Linked DNA regions of Mus musculus: region 2 is linked to region 1. A link is a contact called in public HiCAR-type data. All regions are on one chromosome and are shown on one strand. The core of a region is the stretch at or near the end of the contact, and the rest is flanking DNA. Distances in the headings are between cores, read along the strand shown. Region 1 holds the start of Terf2 (telomeric repeat binding factor 2). Region 2 holds the start of 4922502B01Rik (RIKEN cDNA 4922502B01 gene).

Region 1 (2,875 bases), core at 187-2,686:
AGAGGGCAGAGGCCAACCTGGTCTACACAGTGAGTTCAACAGCTATGGCTATGTAGACTCTTTTAAGACTCTGTCATTAAAAAAAAAAAAAACTAATAATATAAAAGGGCCATACAGACCCAGTAAAGTTTGCATTTATTTGTTTATGTCCTTGATATATGGTTCAAATTCCAATCAACATATTTCTTTTTTGTTTTTCAAGACAGGGTTTCTCTGTGTAGCCTTGGCTGTCCTGAAACTGGATCTGTAGCCCAGGCTGGCCTCGAACTCAGAAATCCACCTGCCTCTGCCTCCCAAATGCTGGGATTAAAGGTGTGCACTACCACTGCCCGGCTGGCTTCAACGTATTTTAAGTGACTATCTTTCAATACTTTTTAATACAGCTCAATTATAACATATATGTTTGCCTCCAAAATCCAGAATAACACAACTTCCTCAGATACAAGGGGCCAACAATGAAGAGAGTTTGTTAAGTAGCTGCCAAGTTCAACTTGTGTGTGGATGGGAGAGTGTTCCCACTTTACTATTTGGAGGAAGAGGGAGAAAGATGTGTCCTTATTGACGTAACTTACTTGTAGCAATAAAAATGGGTGTGCAATTAACAGGTGGGAGAAAACAAAACAAAAGACAGCCAAGAAACTTTAACTGGAGAAAACCGGAATTAGAGAATTCAACCACTGTTGAATGAAAAAGCCCTCCGCGGTGGAACCAGTAGTGCACTTTAACCCGGAATCTTTCAGTTCCGGATGTTAAGTTTGAAAATAACAAAACCCTACGTAAGTAAGCCCAGAAAAGAACACACAAAAAATAGCCGTACCTAAATTTTCTCCTTCTTCAATGCGCGACAGACACTGCATAACCCGCAGCAACCGGGACACCGTATGCTCCTTCCCCAAGGGCCTGACAAGCAACGCTGGGAAAGAAGACATGGTTGGCTCCGCGAGCCCCGGACCCCAAGTCATGCCCCCCAAAACCATGTCCTCCTCCCCGCGGCCCGAGCCGGCTCTCACCCTGCATGATGTCCCGGATCTGCCTGAAGTCCCGGTACCGGCTACTCCGAAAGGCCCGCAGCGCCTCGTGGAAATAGAACTTGAGCACCCAGCGGTTGACCGCCTCCTCCAGGCGAGCTTCCCCCGCGCCCCGCTCGGCCGCGCCTCCCAACCCTGGCTCGTGTCGCCCCCGTCGAGCCCGCCCGCCGCTGCGCGATGCCCGTCGGCTCGCCGCCCGCCCGCTGCTATCGCTGCTCCCGCCTCCTCCCGCCATCGTGTTCGACCGCCGCTCGCCCTCCCCGCCCTCCCCGCCCTCCCGACTGGGCCGTTTCCTTGGCTGTGACGCCATCGGGTCACGCACAACGCCCGGGCCGGAAGCAGGGCCCGCTGTCCCGGCTCCCGCAGCCATGATACCGACGGGGTTCCGAGCCGCCCGCGGGCTTCTGGGAGGGAAAGGACCGAGGCGGCGGGGGGTCTACCCACCTCCTCGGCATCCGTAGTTCCTCTTGTGTCTGCTGCAATGCTTGCTGGGGATTGGAGTCCACACAGCCCAGCCAGGCGCGCTATTTTGAAGACTACGCTGCAGACTTGGGACAGTGTAAAGAATATGAAAAATAAGCGCGTGCATAATGTTAGACATTTCGCAAATTGTGAAAAGCAGTACAGTAGAAAGAAATTACTTTGTTTTGTTTTGACACAGAGTCTCACTGTGTATCCCTGGTTGGCTTGGAACTCAAGACATAGAACTCTGCCTCTGTGTTGCAGTGCTGAGATAGTGCCAACATGGCCAGCCTTTTTTTTTTTTTTTTTTTTTTTTACTTTTTTTCTTTTTAAAACATAGGTTTGTTCTGGGAATCAACGGAGGTCCTCGCCATTCTAGAGCAAGCACTTTATCAACCGTGCACTGTCCCCAGCCACCTAGTAAAAATGTATTCTAAGACAGGCCCTGCAAAGTTACCCAGGCTAGTTTTGAACTCATGTCAGAGCCCATCCACAACATGGCTTTGGAGCCACTCTCTAAAGCAATCCTAGCTATGGTAATCCAAGCTGCTTGGTGATTCCAGCCTGTTTGCCTTACTTAACAGGAGCTAAACTATCTGCCTTGATATCCTGACAGGTCTGCTTCTTATTGTGTAAACCTTGAACAAGTTACTTCTCCGTTTGTGTACCTGTGCCCCTTTCTGTCAAGTGGACATCGTGAGGATTGTATTAAAATGAACTGAGTTACTATTTCTGGTTCCTGTAGCTCAGGGTTCAACAAATTGTGTGTGTGTGTGTGTGTGTGTGTGTGTGTGTGTGTGTATACACAGAGATCCAAGGATAACTTTTAGAAGTTGGTTTTTGCCTTTCATTATGTGGATCCTAGGGACTGAAATCAGGTCATCTGGCTTAGTCTCTGGCAAGCATCTTTATCCACTGAACCATCTATCTTGTTGCTCCTGGATTCCAATTGCTTTTCATGAACTCATCCAGAGCATGCTTGGACAATCTATTTTTGTTTACAAAAAAAAAAAAAAATCTGATTTTTAAGTTTGGTGCAGTGGTCCATGTCTTTACACCCAGTGTAAAAGTTATAGCTCTGAGGGGAAAGTATCTTGGCAGTCAAGAACCAAGGAATATCACAAAGTCACACTATACGACAAACCTCACACACAAGAAATTTACTGGGAAGGAAGGAAGACTCAGGCTCAGGCGAGAGGCAGCTGGATACTGAGTAGAAGGCAGGGTTTATGTGGGGTTTCTTGGGGTGAGAGTGGAGCAGGGCAAGTTTTCAAGTCCAGAGCTTGAGTTTTTTTACTCTGTAGGGTGAGGGCTGGCTGGGTCCAGCCATTAGAGTGGTTAGAGTGTTCTGTGGATGGAACTGGTGGTTGGAGCTCCTCAGGGGC
Region 2 (2,875 bases), core at 148-2,647, 2.2 Mb after region 1:
TATTACATTCTCCTTCTTGGCTACGGACAAAACAAAAATGGACGGCAACAGAATAAAAAATCGTTAAAGTGATATTTGAAGAGTCACCAACAGTGGCTAACCAGCTGCTGGTTTACCAAGAATGAAATAGCCTATTGAGGGAACTTTAAAAGCCCTCAATTAATATGTTGAGCATGTATAAGATCCACAAAGAACTCACTGTATTTCCCACTTCCCCCCAGACATCCCCAGTACTCACAACTCCCCGAACCACCACCTTTCTTTTCTGTCAGGTGTGGGGTGGGGGAAAGATCAGAGCTACACAATAACTGGTTAACCTCTTCAAAACTGCGACAGCACCGGTCTTCACAATTAAAGGACAAAAACAAACACAAATAAAAAGGGTGACTTCATTAATGAGGGGATAAATTACCAATGACTTCTTCACTCTCTTTAGCTTATTACCCCCCAAACAAAACAAATATAATCCACATGTTAAAATCTCTTGTCTTCTTTCTTTGTTTTTGGTATGACGTTCTTTATTATGATTTTTTTTAAGTGTTGGTATTTGTAGAAGCTCCTGCCACTGTGTTCCCCAAAGAGCTACTAGTCTCAGCCCACTGGAGTTTATATTCCTTTAATTGTCTAGTGCAGGGACATTGCTGCCGATCTTAAAAATATACCGCTCTGCAGGAATTAGAGGAATCCAAGGTTGTATCCAACTTCAAAGGTTTCCAAGTCATAATGATTTTAGAAAGGCAGAAGACACATCATGGAAGGAACAAGCCCCCGTTTGAAGATAAGCATCATAGGGAATCTCTTTTTCCTTCCCTGTCTTCCCAACTTTGTGCTCCTCTCGGCTCTGGGTGCCCCCTCGCTAACGTAGTTTAATGATATGCAAATGAAATATGCATAAAACCATCCTACTGTATGATGATTAAACACTGGAGACATTAACAGCGGAGGCTTTACTCTGTATAATAATCCTTCCCGACCATCCACTTCGATTGCGGAGTTATGGAAACCCATAGCAGTTGGCAGAGAGAGGGGAAAGAGAGAAGGAAGAAGAGATGCAGGGGCACATCTCCCACTCGGTGCTTCTCCCACTCCCAAGGAGCTCCCCCAACCTTTGTACTGCACTAGTGCTGTCTTTTGTAATCCATCCATGCAGTCGCACCAGAGCGATTAACGGGGGGAAAAAACCTCTTTTCTCTTAATGTTTCAAAGCTCATTAGCCAAACGATTATTCCTCATTAACAGCGAAAGCTTATTCATTAAAAGGAAGGATATGCCCAAAAGATGCCAGCGCAGTTAATCCTGAGTCCCGTAACTGGACTGTAAATCCCAAACTACTTGTATATTCCATGCGAAAGGGGCACGCGCCAATCCACAATTAAAAGAAAAAAAAAAAAAGAAAAAGAACAAAAATGAAAACAGTTTGTGTGTTTTGTAAAATCCACAAGAGCAGCAATTAATATTCCCATTGAATTGACTTTAATTTTTGTGTGTGTGTCTCCCTTTTGTTTCCAGCGCCTGCCCCTGGCTCAGCGCCCGGTGCCAACAGAACACCTTCAGGATTCACAGCAACGCAGAAACCGTGAGTACCAGCCGCTTCCCTCAGACCCTTTTGCAGGATGTCTTTTTTTTTTTTTTTTTTCCTTAAGCACCTAAAACATAGAGACAAGGCTCTTTTCCCTTCTGCTCCTCAGCATCATGCCACCAGGGTTTGCCTGGTAGCCCCTTCCAAATCTCTCTGCCTTCAAGTTTGTACTTGTGTGTGTGGCATCCCTCCTCCTCCTCCTCCTCCTCCTCCTCCTCCTCCTCCTCCACTCCCATAGTGGATCTTGTAAAGGGGCTTCAGACGACCCCATTCATCTCCCCGGTGATAGCAGCGAATGTAGATAAATCTCTGGCTGCCTGCTTGCTGCTCCAGTATGATTTTTATTTTGTCTTCTGTGTGTACCTGGGTTAGAGAGTGGGATGCATACACACACACATACAAGTACATACTCAGATCTCCCAGTCTTTCCTCTGCCATCCTCTCCCACTTCTCAGACATGCATACACCACCCCACACACGTGTAAGTGCAAACCATATACACCTATATACGTACCCATACCTATAGCATGAAAATATATACATAGCTAAGCATTCAGTTTGTCAGAGAGTCTGTGTATTTGTATACACGCAGAGCCTTACACACATCTCTATATGCACTCGATGGTTGCCTGTTTTCACGTCTACCCATCTAGATAGCTCCTTTTAAACATTCCCTCTTTTCTCTCAGCAGAGGCTGTGTGCCATTTCCATCCAGGATTGGGAAAGCAGTATTCCTTCCTTAGAATTTCTATCTGTAGACCTTTATGTTTCCTTCTCTGCCTTCTTCGGAGCTATAAAATTGGCATCTTTCCCTGAGGTTTTCCGAATGGCAAGTGGTACCGGCTGTGGCATGCATTCATGCCGATTCCTCAGGCATTTCTCTTCCGATGTCTGCCTTTCCTCTTTGTTGTTGACTTGGCTGAACGGTGTGTTGTTGTTGTTGTTTTTTTAAGTTAATTATAAACGAAGTTGAGTAGCAAATAAGCCAGTAGCTTGCCCTCTCAAAAAAAAATTAATGAAAAAACAAAAATAGCCCACACAAGTGCCTTCTGCTGCAACAGATGCCCACATCACCCTTGGCATGGGCAACGGACAAACAGTTTGGGTGGTTGATGATTTTCTCTGACTGTCGCTGTATCTGTTGTTTGTTTTCCTTGTTTCTTTTTGATTTTTCAAGATGTCCAGGACCCCGGCCTCTGCTTGGAACGGAATGGTGTCATGGCGGAGACAACGGCCTTTGTCTTGCTGGGTGTGAAAACATCCGCCGTGCTGGCTCTTCCACTGCGGCAGAATCAA

What was found. HiCAR-type assays count read pairs that join an accessible place to other places.
Region 2: a contact with region 1 is called in a HiCAR-type map of astrocytes, with 8 times the contacts expected there. The contact joins the promoter of 4922502B01Rik here to the promoter of Terf2 in region 1. A contact is called at or near these places in 1 of 39 promoter capture datasets (cranial neural crest) and 1 of 115 datasets of contacts at active chromatin or transcription factors (astrocytes).

Annotation. Positions count from the first base shown.
Region 1 is chr8:107,095,112-107,097,986 of GRCm38.p6, forward strand. Terf2 (telomeric repeat binding factor 2) reads right to left here and starts at 1,437. Exons shown (of 10, transcript NM_001371065.1): 1 at 1,011-1,437; 2 at 818-913. The coding sequence starts at 1,398. Mir7075 (microRNA 7075) reads right to left here and starts at 995; the gene lies at 914-995.
Region 2 is chr8:109,248,348-109,251,222 of GRCm38.p6, forward strand. It overlaps 4922502B01Rik (RIKEN cDNA 4922502B01 gene), which reads right to left and starts at 1,398. Exons shown (of 5, transcript NR_151498.1): 1 at 413-1,398. D030068K23Rik (RIKEN cDNA D030068K23 gene) reads left to right here. Exons shown (of 10, transcript NR_126329.1): 9 at 1,510-1,576; 10 at 2,757-2,875.